2 separate regions of the Mus musculus genome follow, and region 2 is linked to region 1. The links are chromatin contacts, called in public promoter capture Hi-C maps. All regions are on one chromosome and are shown on one strand. Each heading gives the region's core, a stretch centred on a gene start, on an enhancer-like site or on the middle of the called end of the contact. The rest is flanking DNA. Distances are from core to core; before and after follow the strand shown.

Region 1 (6,336 bases), core at 1,350-3,849:
CTTATCTCCACGTTTTGAAGACCAAAACTAGGTTGGAAATCCCATTACACACTCTCATAAGACCCTATATTCACTCACTCATTGCACTGAGAGATCTATGTGTGCTTTGATAGCTGCACTCTTGAGTATTCAGCACAGTGCCCTCAACATAGCATGAGTCATTAATGGAATGTGGCCACCACTCCTGTAACTGCCTACAAATACATCTTCCAGTTTAGATTGTAGGGGTCATGATTATAAGAAAATATGTGTTACATCTTTTATAACAACTGGTAAATGTGGTACCTTGTACATGGTTGACATCCAATATATAATCAGTATATAAATAAAGGAATCCACTAGCTGTTAACCATTAAATCTGTTTCCTAGTCTTAATTCTACTAATAGGATTAAGGTTATGTAAAAAAACAAACAAACAAAAAATCCGCTAGTTTACCTCCCATCCATTCTCCCTTCAACTACTCAACCTTTCTCTGCATCTCTCTTCATTTCCACTTAACCCTAGAGAAGGTCGGTGGGGCAGGTTTTCACAAATTTCCAAAGCAAAAGAAATGATCTAACTTAAGATCTCCTAGCCATTAAAACATACATTCTGCTGATAGTCTTTTAAGGAAGCTATACACACCTACATCCCCTGAGCTCCTTCAAACCATGTTAAACGCAGTACAGCCACACTTAAGTCTCTTTGGACTTACCTGAATCGTCCTCAGCAAAGTCTGTACCATAAGAGTGTTCTGAGGGATTCCCAGCTTCACTATAGCATTAAGGCTGAACAAGAGGTGGTCATAGTGCATAATCTTGGCTTCTCTCATCATCTGCTCACACAGCTGGTTAAAGGCAGGGTGACTGAACATCAGCTGTCTCTCAAAGCGCCTCTTGTCTTCAGATATCCTTTTGGCAATTATCCACATTGCTAAGAAATAGTTACTACCAGGAAATGTAGGTGCTTTTGAAAATGTGTCCAGCACATCACTCAGAGAGTTACACTCCTGGGCTAGCTTTTTATAATTCACAGGGGTTGGTCTTACTTTCTTGGTGAACACATCTTCACTGGAGGTATGATGAAAGTTTATTTTCTTTAAATCATGATCAGATGTCCCATCAGAGACAAAAGAATGTTTTGCATCAAAGGACAGTCTTCTAGGACAAAGCAGCCTATCAGGTTTAAAAACGGCTGAATGGCTTATGCCTTTAGTTTGAATACAACCATCTACTGATTTAGAAATAAATATATCCTGAAAGAGGTATCTAACAGATGGTTGCAATCCCTCATCAAAAACATTTAGCCGATGGTTTCTTGGGTTCCATTTTGAATGAATAACCTCTGGTCTGCAAGTTCCCAATGGATCTATCCTCAAAGCTCTGCTTCTTGGAAGTAACGTACTGAATCGTCGGATGGTCCATAACAAGGAACGTGCTTTGCTATTCATTCTGCTATCTATTGGCACACTTTCAAATACCCAAGATGCAACGCAAGTTGCCGTCTTTCTAAAAAAGAGCACATGCTGTGGACTGTCCTGTAGAGGATAGGTAAATAAAAGAAATAATGGTTAAAAACTGTTGCTTAAATAAGGGAAATGCATCTAACAGGGGCTTGCATGGGCACCGACGAGCCGCTAGAGTTTTATATTAAAATGGAACATGTCCTCGGTATGCTTCCTCCACGTTTATTTCATCTTTGTAAAAGTACCCAGGTCAATCACTTTAGCAGTTGTGGATAAAGTAGTTTCAATCAGTCAATCAATAAATGTGGATAAAGTAGCATAGATAGGTAGGTAAACTGAGAGATAGAAATAGACAGCTAGAAAGATAGATAAGACAGACAGAAAGATAGATAAGAATGTCTTGTGTAGGTGTTCAATATCGGCTAAGGAGAACTTTGTTAACACTACTTTGGAGGCCTTCACTGAAAACTGTATCATTGATGGACACTTCAGATCATCTTGCATTGGCCAAAAGCGAACTGTTAAGAAAACGTACTCGGACAGGTCGGTCTTGGTTAGGGACGGAATTAAAGAAAAAAAGCGATGTCCTTCCCGCCTGAGAATCTACAATCAGCCAGGTTCATCAAGATCCCGGAACCGGAGTCGGTGTCTTTCCGCAAATGGGCCGCCCAGCACTGCCCTAAACTTAAGACCCAGGCCACTTCCCAAACTTTTCTCCCCTAGGTAAAAAGACAAGTACGATCCGGCCCGCGATTCCGCTTCTGCTTGCCATCCACTCACCTTCGAACAGAACCCCGTGACTACACATAGGCGCAGCCATGACAGTTCCTCCTCAAGCGGCGCGTCTGGTGACGTATTACGGATTCTTTTATAAGTCAAAAAGCATCGGTTCTCAGCGACCGCGGAGGCCATGTGCAAATAGGGAGGAAAACCTTCCAGAAAGAATAGTTTCTATTCTCTGATGAAAAGATAGAAGCGAGAGCCTTAGGAAAACACGGAGCTTATAAAGTTCATCTATTGTTGTTTATGGAAACTCAAAACATTCAAATAGTGACTTTGAACTTTTAGCCCCTGGCGGTGCAGCCTCTTTTGAACGCGCCTGCGCCAGTTTTAGTACCCGCCGCGGTTGCCAGGAAACCGTGACGCCACGGTCCCAGTTTCTAGGTCTTGCTAGAAATCATGGCCAAATTTGTGATCGCGGGTGAGTGCTTCTCTAGTAAGCCCACAGATCTCTTCCCATGGGTGGTCAGCCTTGTTAACTGGCTTCTGTTCTTCAGCCCCATCCTTTAGAAGGATCATCTCAGGCTTTCTAGGCATTCATTTAAAGACGCTTGATACACAGTGGCAATGTGTCAAAGTCAGATGAGCAATGGGGACACGTTGGGGAAAATTCCCACCTCTGCCCTTGGCCAGTTTTAATTCCCACAAAACGTATAAGGGGTACAAAACGTATAAGGAATTCCTCTGATCTGCTGTGACTAATGTAATGATGGACAACTGCACAGGCCTCGGCGGGGTTGGCGGGAAAAGGAGCATAAGGAATGGATGGAGAGAAGGAAATAACTAAGCTATTAAAGAAACCAACCTCCAGATAAAGGCAAAGAGCTAGAAGATCTGTAGTCTAATGGAGGACCTGGATGTGGGAATGTCGCAGGGCCTGGGTTAGAATTACAAAATATAAACTAGATATTTAGTTTAAACAACAACAACAACAAAAGTTTGTACTAAATCTTGAACAAAATTTAACGAATTTAGGTAAAAATAATGTCAAAGTGTCAATTCGTCTACATTTTTAATGTAGACCATCTTGACAGCTGGAAGCAACACCACTACTTACTGGAACAGGCTGTTGACTGTATCTGCTTCCTCTTCTTTCACCAAGTATCTTTTTTTTCCTTTTTATTATTATTTTTTATTAGGTATTTATTTCATTTACATTTCTAATGCTATCCCAAAAGTCCCCCACCCACCCACTCCCACTTCTTTCACCAAGTATCTTAAAAGAGCTCCCTACTGTTCTATCCTTCCTTCCACTCAGTCTGGCTTCTCCTTTGGCCTTCCTATACAAACTATTTTGGCCACAATCACTTCTTTATTACACAATTGGAATTTACCATCCCTTTGGAAGTACATCTTTTGCTTCACTATACATTCAGATAAATATTTTTTTTTTTAGCACTAGAAAACGGGATGGTGGGAATACATACAGTAAAAACTTTCAGGACACTTTGTATATAACAGTAACAGGTCAGTGTTCTGGAGGAAACAGTGGTTGTGATGGTTTGTATATTCTTGAGCCAGGGAGTGGCACCATCTGGAGGTGTGACCTGATTGGAGTAGGTGTGCCACTGTGGGTATGGGCTTAAGATCCTCACCCTAGTTGCCTAGGAGTCAGTCTTCCACTAGCAGCCTTTGGATGAAGATGTAGAACTCTCAGCTATGCCTGTACCATGTCTGCTTGGATACTGCCATGTTCCCACCTTGATGATAATGGACTGAACCTTTGAACCTGTAAGCCAGCCCCAATTAAGTGTTGTTTTTATAAGACTTGCCTTGCTCATAGTGTATGTTCACAGCAGTAAAACCCTAAGACAGTGGTATAGGGTCTACCTAGCCAAGGGCTTCCCAGAGGGAAAAGTGATTAAATAGATGCCTGAACAACTACAGTTACCAAGCAGAGAAGACTCGGGAAGAAGCAGAAAAATTTACTGTGGATAATAGGGAGTAGAGCTGGAGTGTGAGTATAAAGATCATATATGGTTGTGAATGGAAACGCAGAGCACTCAGGTAGTATCTTTGAACCCCTAGCTCTTCTGAAAGAGCCTGAGCTGCCCTTGATGGTGCAGTTGCTGGGGAAGCATGAAGCCACGGTCCCAGTATCTAGGTCTTGCTAAAGATCTTGGCCACATTTGACGATAATTGAGAGTGGTTGGTAAGCATACATTTGAAATGAGTTTAACTGGGCTGGAAGAAAGGATGTAAGGGAAGAAAGGATGTAAGCATCCTAGGCTGAGGACAAATGAGATGATTCGGATTCTTCTGAGCCACATTCAGTATGTGAGACTTTAGCAAAACTACCTAGAAGGTTATTTATAAAGGGATAAGGCCATTAAATCTGTATCTTCCCTGAGAGTTATGGATACAACAAGAGGCTGGTTAGAAGGCTGGAGCTATATCATGCAAAAAGAGCTGCTTTGTGGGGAGAAAAGCAAATAGACTGAGGAATGATCTGAAAGATGAAATATGTTGGAGAAGATGTGTAATTCACTGAATGACTATGAGAAATAAAGGAGAAGTTACACACCTAAGCTTATGGGTAACTGGGTAGACTTGGACTCATTTAAAGAACTTTTATCAGAAGAATATGTTTAATAATCTACATCTCACAGTATTCTCTCTCTCTCTCTCTCTCTCTCTCTCTCTCTCTCTCTAACAAAGTCTCACTATGTCCCCTAGCTGATTTGAACCTGGCTATGTAGACCAGGCTGGGCCCAAATTCATAGGATCTGTCTCTTCCTCCTGAGTGCTAGAATTAAAGCTATGCACCACTACACCTGTCTAATCTCAATATTCTTAAGTGAGGAGATAAATCTAACTACTATAGGAGATGCAAGAATCTCCTACATTTTTTGGTAGAAGACATAAAATAAAAATGATCCGCATGAGATAGTTATTGGCAACCACAGTGATTAAGCTGATTAAAGTTTTCAGTCTTTTTATTAATGGCTAGACCAAGAGTGGGATTTTGCCTCTGAACGTCTCTTGGTGCCCAAGAGCAGGGGTTCGGTGTTTTTAAAGGCAAAAGCCATAGTGTGATTTACATCAAAATTAGATGAGAATCAGCATACCCTTGAAACATTCATTGCTGGCAGAGCCATTGTTAATTATTTCAGACATAACATGACAATTATTTTTAACTTATATTTTCTTTAGTCATTTTAGTTTAGTTATTTTGGTTAAAACATCTGGACTGTGGTCAAGGCCATGGAAATCTCAAATGGGTTGCCAAGAGAGACACAATCATTGTGGGAAAGGGGCAAATCATTTAAGCAAACCCAAAGTGGAGACGAACAAGATGGCAGTACCTTAGTCATTTCAGAATAGAATCCAGCTTATCCTGCTGAGTGTCCGTGATACATTCAGAAAGAGATGATAGAACACAGGAAAGTATAGGCATCTAGATAAGACGTACCTGAGCTAGGAACACAGACTGCCCCTTGAAACCAAGGAGCTTGGCCAGGAATACACACAGATAAGGTATGAAATTATGTGCCTTGCAGAGCAATACAATCTAATGAATAGATGAGGGAACAAAAACGTATAAAGTACAGAAAATGCTAGCCAGAGATGTACAATGGAAGCCTTCAGAGTATCCCACCATAGAGATGCATCCAGAATTTACTGTACTGGAAATGGGAAACCATGATAAATGCTACCAGGGATAAAGAAAAAAGGATTAAAAAAAAAAGTACTCATTGTATTAAGCCCCTGGTGGTCCCTAGTCACCTTCTGGAAAATGATGTGGAGTGCTAGGTTATAGTGGGATAATAAGTGAATAAACATTAATACCATGGATGACAAGGATATAAGATGTATAAAAGAAGATTTAACAGAAAGGCGCGTCTAGAAAGCAATAGCTGAGGAGAAGAAGCATAGACTTTTTGTTTCTTAAGAAGGAGAAGCTGGAGTTTAAGTGAAGTGCATTTAATTATGCTTGAAAGCAGACAATAGAAACAGAAATAAGAGTCTAATGGGGCAGGGAGAATTTGTTCAGCAAGGTTTCCAAGAAGACGGGCGGTGTGGGCTTCAGAGCATAACTGGAATCCCCTTCCTTTGGAAATTTCTCTGTTCTTTGTATCTACTTCACCATGATCTTCTCAGTGGTGTCCGG
Region 2 (6,336 bases), core at 2,698-5,197, 950 kb before region 1:
CAGGACAAGCATGTCAAACACACCTGACACTACAAATCTACACTTTGCAACTGGCTCTCATCACATGCTGTCTTCTCACCCTTCTCCACTGAAAAATAAAAGGAAAATGTATGATGGCCAAGTAAAAAATGACAGGAAATCTTCTAGTCAAGCTTAATAGTATTTGCTATGTTTAGCTTACAGAACTGAAAAATACCTATTAGTGTAAAGACATTAAGAAATGCACAGAAAGATGAAAATAAAACGAAACCCCATCCCAAGAGATCCCCTGCTTTTAGCATTTTATGGCATACTTCTCTAAACTTTAATAAAATGTTTCAGTGATTTAAAAGTGAAACAGTGCTACCTATGTGGTTTCTCTGTCTTACTTTCTTAGCAATATAATCATTTTCCTTTGGGATGTGTGTGTGTTTGTGTGTGTGTGTAATGACTTCACAGTGTGCATTCATTCATCCATGAATATCCATCAACAGCCCACAAGTCTCCAGGCAATAAGCGCAGAACTGTGAGATATGTCAGTTAGCAAAATAGAGTATTTGGCCTCCTGGGGTTGATATTTAAGTAGAGAGAAACCTTAAAAAATAATAAATAAGCAAATGTCAATTAATAGGGCGCTGTTTCATGAGGAACACTGGAGAGTCTTCTGTATTAAGCTTTGTGGCTACATTATATCTCTTGCTGTCTAAATGTATGTGTTTAAGTCCTGACCCCTGGGACCTCAGAAAAGACTATATTTGGGATAAAGTCTTGTTTTGGATTTTATGGGTTTTGGAGGGGAGAAGTTGTTATTTTGAGACAGAGTTTCTCTGTGTAGGTCCTGGTTAGCCAGAACTCGCCATCCTCCTGTCTCAGTACTGACAAGCAGCCTGCCCAGCTTGGAAATAAGGTCTTTATGGATGTAATGGTTAAAATAAGATCAGTGGGTCAGACCCTCATCCAGTAAAGGAGTGTCTCTGTAAGAAGAGGAAGTTTGGGTACTAACACATATCAAGAAGCCCATGTGAAGACATAAATATGCCTTCTAGAAGCCAAGGATAAGGACTCAGGGCTGACCTTTCCTTCACAGCCCTCAACAGAATCCAGTCCTACTCACACCTAGGTCTTGAACCTGCAGCCTCCAACTTGTTCAAGACCCTGAGTTTGTTGTCCTATTGGCAGCACACACAGACCACCAGGCGTGTGTAACTGAAGAGGCTGCAGCCCTCATGAGCGACTCAGGAATGCACTGAAAGCAAAGCAGAGCTTGGTACTCTGCCTTAGGGGAGAGTGAGGGACCTGATGCCTGGGAAGATGGGGACAAGAGGCAGCAAGTTCTGGTAAAATGTAAAGTTATTAGTGTGTAAGTCTAAAGGTTTGTTTGTTTGATTTTTAATCTGTTACTGTTTGTAGTTTGATTCAGTGAGTGAGGAGTCAGTATAAAATGGAACCCATATTCTTTTCACCTCCTACAAACACAAACGTTGCCAGGCTTGGTGGCACATGCATGTAATGGCAGCACTGGGGACACTAAGCAGTGAGGCTCATGAGTGATCTCTACAGAGAATTCCCAGCCTTAAAGAAGGGTTTCAGAATAGATTTTGGGAAACAGGAGAAGTTGCTAGAGAGCCAATGGCATGCATGGTCTTGTTCTATTGCTCGTGTCATATCAAAGTTTGTAACCTTGTTAATGAAAATATATATCAGTGCTATGAGGGGCAGAGAGAAAAGGGCTTTTGGAATTTAGAACCCTAATTTCTTATCTACTCCACCATGTCTTGGCCACTTTTCTCCCCAGTCAAACACACCAACAAGCCATCATTTTAATATAGCCTCGGACCCCTTTGTGAGTTTTCTATAGAGATAACTCATGTAGGTTCTCTTTACAGCATTTCAAGGTCAGCTGGATGGGCCCCTTTCCCTTATGTCCTCCCTGGGCTGTGCCCCCTGGCTTCCAGCCCTGAGGCCTTGTTTAGCTTGGTGGTACCACCTGGCATGTGCCAAGGTTCCATTGCTCACTAAGGCTCACCCCTCCCCACACCCCTCCCCCATCTTAGCCTTAGGAAAGGCAGATGGAAAGCTCCCTGCAATCTGCACACCCAGCCAGGGAACTGGACAGTCTCTCATCAGTCAGGTTGAAGAACAAAATCACAAGGGCTCCATCTGGCTTGGGAACTACCATTTATGAGGATGTGTGACTCTGGACCAGCTATGACCAGTTATTCTCCTTTGTCAGCCTCTAGTCCCCTCTGGAGCTAAGTAAGGGCTCTTTGGTTTTCTTTCTTTTCTATTATTTTTCATATATGATTATATGGGGTAGGCAGGCATGTGAGCTAATGCACAGCTGTGAAGATCGGAAGGCACCTAGTAGGAGTTGGGTCTCTCCTTCCATCATGTGGTTTAAGGGGATCCAACAACTCAGGTGTTTGGGTTCAGCAAACTCTTAACCAACTGAGCAATCTCTCCATTAGTTGATAACTGATTTCTTATAGAAAAATCAATCCCTCACCAGTGACTCCCTTTAGCTGTATAGGTACTTATTTGTACATAGTTATTTATGTCTGCTAAATCCCTTCGTCTTCCTCAAACCCCACAGAAGGCCTATCAATTATACCCTGATTTTGACTTCATTCAGTGAGACAATTGATCAAACTCAGGGCATGTAGCTTGGAAAAATAATAGTAACAGTTCAGGCCAGGCTCTTGGGCTGATCCAGAGCCATGGCCCCCAATACCTCTGCATATAAACTGGACATTCCTTTGAGCAAATGCCCTAAGAGCACTGGTGACGGTTAATGTCATCCAGCAACCTGACAGATCTAGAATCATCGAAGAGACAAACCTCTAAAGGAGTCTTGAGGGGTTGCTTGAGGTGGGAAGACTCCCCTTGAATATGGGTGGTACCATTGCATGGGCTGGGGCCCAAGACTCCATAAGAAAAGAAAGGAAGCAGAGCACAGCAGTAATCGCCTTCTACTCCCCGACGTGAGCAGCAGCAGCCTCCTGCTCCAGCGTCATACTTTCCCAGAATCATGAATTGTGTAGCTGGAGCTGTGAATCATGGTAAAACCTTCCTACCTTCAGCTGCTCTCCCTAGGTATTTTGTCACAGCAATAAGACAAGTAAATAAAACAACACCCCCAGGAGGATCACAGACCTGGGCCTCACTGTCACAAAGGGCTCAGTACACCCAGGCTATCATGAGAGAAGAGCAAGCACAGGCAGGTTGTTAGAAAGAAGACAGCAGCTGTTAACTTGAACTCTGCATCATTATTAGGCCTCATCTGCTGTGACCTATAACCAGTTCATTCATATATGTGTATGTATACACATGCACACATATGTACATGTATATATGTATTATGAATGTATATTTTAACTATACCTTTTAATAAATACCCTTAATCACCTGAGAAACACATTGAACTGAATGTGTGTTGGAATTGTTGTATACCTTTAAAACACACCACAAATTTTATAACCCTGTTTTGCTTTTCTCCTGCCTGGGTTTTTATTAGTATGGAAATGGCCAGGGCCTCTCCTGACCTCTGAAAGACCCAATGAAAACATGAAACCGAGGCAAGGTGACAAAGTCTGGTTATTCACCACAGAGGGCCTCATCATATTACTTCTTAGAAAAACAAATTGCTGCCCCGAAGGACTCAGAGCCACAGATGTTCTTCCCAGATCAAGCAGTTTCCAGATTTTTACAGTTTTAGTTTAAATGAGCCAGCAGGGAAATTTCTAAACTAGAATATTTGAGCAAAAGCAAAAATAAGCTTGCAAATGTAAATCATTATATTCTAGATTGGGTATAATATTCAGATATGTCCCTGGGGATGAAGTGAAGAAAGAGTTTTTTTGTTTTCGTTTTTTTGTTTTATTTTTGTGCCCTACAGAGTTATGTCAAAATCAGACACTACACAGCTCGCTGAGTATCTTACCAGATTCTCATGTTCCTTGTCTTGATTCATCCCTACGTGCCTTATTAAGGATGGCTGTAAGCCTGTAGTTTAACCTCTGCCGTTACTAACCAAACACTGACATACCCACATGTTCAGCATGGAAATGGAAACATTTATAAAATATTTTAGCAATACTTTTCCCTAGTAACAGTGTCATGTAGAAAGTGAAGAATCATGGCACCCTCTTCTCTGTCATCTTAAATTCCCAGTGGTGCCAAATATATTCATGTCAACAGATACTGTTCCAAAATACCAGCATTCAATTTAGCTGTATACCAAGCAACTGACCCAACACTTGTAGGAAACAAAAATATCTTTAACTGTCTCAGATGACAAAACAGTGAAAAATCAGATACTCTGTATTTCAACTGGATGGGAAGTTGTAAAGTAAGACATTTCTTAAAAGGCTAATAATCAACGTTGTATCTTCGTTAGTTGTGCTATTGTAATTCGCCTCAGTCCAAGTTTTTGTCAGCCATATGAAAATCCTGTTTTAGCCAACTCTTAGTAGCATCTAAGTATTAATATTAAATCAATGAGAAATGCAGAAGTCTGTCATATACTGTAGCACTGTCTGGAACATTTTGGTTCCCTTTTTTCTGTTTGGGGATAGTGATGTGGAACAGTATCTTCTGTACACAACAGGACCACTGCATGCAAACCACATGCTCTGACACAGAGCTATATTGCCAGTGCCTATCCAGCATAGTAAATACTGATAATTGTAGCAAGAATAATTACTAAAATATTATCTAACTCTTAGTACCTGAGTATGTTTTAAAGTGTATTTTTATTATTTGAGGATTTTATACAAGGCTATATTTTCATCATACTCATCTATAACTCCTTCCCCTAACATCGCCAGGATCCAACCCACCTCCTTCAGGATCCATCCTTATCCCCTCCAGCTCTCTCGCGCTCTCTCTCTCTCTCTCTCTCTCTCTCTCTCTCTCTCTCTCTCTCTCATCGTCCAAATCCAGCTTGTGCTGCCTATATATTCATGGGTCTGAGGCTTCCACCTGGAGTGGGATTCACCTATCAGGAGCCACACCCTTAAAGAAAACCATCTCCTCTGTCCCTAGAAGTTATTGGCTGTCAGTAGCTCCTCATTGGGGGGGGGAGGGGGGAGGGGCTCATGCACCCCTCCCAGCTCTGTGCTAGAATGTGGATAGAGATCTTGTACAGGCAAACCTGGTTGCTGTAAGTTAGTGAGCTCCGTCAGTGGTCCTGTTGTGTACAGAAGATACTGTTTCATTCTGATGCATTCAAACCTCTTCTTCCTATAATCTTTCTCTCCTCTCTTCCACTGTGGTGCCTGAGCCTTGTGGGTAATGGTGACATAGTTATCCCTTTTATGACTGAGCAACCTCCAGACACTTATCTGTACTTGGAATTTCTTCATTAATCTCCATCCACTGTACAAAGAAATTCATCTGATGAGATCTCACTGCAGCGCCAAACTATGGAAAGATAAGCATTTAGAGGTCTGTTTGATAGTATGTCTGTTTAGCAAAACAATAATAGTAAGTTCACCGCCCGCCCCCACTCCACTCCCCAACCCTGTGCCTGTGAGCTCCCCAACCAGAGATCCTTGGCAAGATTTACAGTATCCGGTGTGAATATCCTCCTGTGGAGTGGGCCTGAAATTCAATCAGAAAGTCATTGGTTATCATCATAACATTCATGCCACTGTTGCATACATGGGCATTCTTGCCTTGTAATCCTTATTATAGCGCACAGGCTTCAAAGTCAGGGTAGACTGTTGACCACTTTCACTCCAGGAGCGTACATAGCATCTTCCAATACTGTGAAAGCTAGCCAGTACCAACTTGATTTCTCCACGACTTGTGACCAAAGTGTATTGTGTCTTCAGAAATAGGGTCTTACCATCAAGTTCTGATGGGCACCCAAGAGTAATGGCAATAACTTCTATGATTTTTTTTTTTTTAATGACTGGAAGCTTCCCTACTGTTGCCTGTGCCGTGGGTGCTGCCCTGCCCTACCTGCCCTTGGGGGTTGGAGATGAGGTGGCACAGAATCAATGACTCAGACTCCTAGCAATGCCAGCAAGCTCACTGCTGCAAACTCCTTTGATACCCGCCCCCGTGCCCCCATTGGTCCCAGAAAGCACCTCTTCTAAATAGCAGTTCCTGATTGGCTGGCATTATTTGTACTAGCAATCCTTGGTCTCTCAGGCAGTCCTCAATTAGGTCCTCCAGCAAGAGATGCTTTTGTGGCTGTGGAGCCCCCAGCATTTACATAGAGGTAGCCCTGCCTTCCCGGCCACACCCAACAGATTTGTGAGACAGGTAAAATGGCTAACGTGCACTGTAGCCATCGGGATGCTAAGATTTTTGCTGAGAATTATGTGTTTCAAATTCTTAGTCTGTTTTTAT

Evidence for each region. Promoter capture Hi-C pulls out the DNA fragments that hold promoters and counts their contacts.
Region 2: a promoter capture Hi-C map of second pharyngeal arch cranial neural crest shows a contact between it and region 1, with 6 times the contacts expected there. The contact joins the enhancer-like site here to the promoter of Mdh1b in region 1. A contact is called at or near these places in 13 of 39 promoter capture datasets (the 3T3-L1 cell line, 3T3-L1-derived adipocytes, the C10 cell line and 9 more), 6 of 484 Hi-C or Micro-C datasets (CD8 T cells, Th1 cells, bone marrow-derived macrophages and 3 more), 6 of 115 datasets of contacts at active chromatin or transcription factors (bone marrow-derived macrophages, embryonic forebrain, embryonic stem cells and 2 more) and 1 of 9 other capture datasets (macrophages).

What each region holds. Positions count from the first base shown.
Region 1 is chr1:63,726,581-63,732,916 of GRCm38.p6, reverse strand. It overlaps Mdh1b (malate dehydrogenase 1B, NAD (soluble)), which reads left to right and starts at 2,599. Exons shown (of 11, transcript NM_029696.4): 1 at 2,599-2,646. The coding sequence starts at 2,625. Fastkd2 (FAST kinase domains 2) reads right to left here and starts at 2,292. Exons shown (of 12, transcript NM_172422.3): 1 at 2,226-2,292; 2 at 696-1,517. The coding sequence starts at 1,430.
Region 2 is chr1:64,673,867-64,680,202 of GRCm38.p6, reverse strand. It overlaps 2810408I11Rik (RIKEN cDNA 2810408I11 gene), which reads left to right. Exons shown (of 2, transcript NR_038009.1): 2 at 1-334. Among named protein-coding and RNA genes, the nearest start is that of 2810408I11Rik, 14 kb to the left of the region's middle. Within about 2 kb of position 3,947, at least 12 of the 459 cell types and tissues checked have an H3K27ac peak or open chromatin away from gene starts, as enhancers often do. A contact at or near this core is called in second pharyngeal arch cranial neural crest, where this site is marked.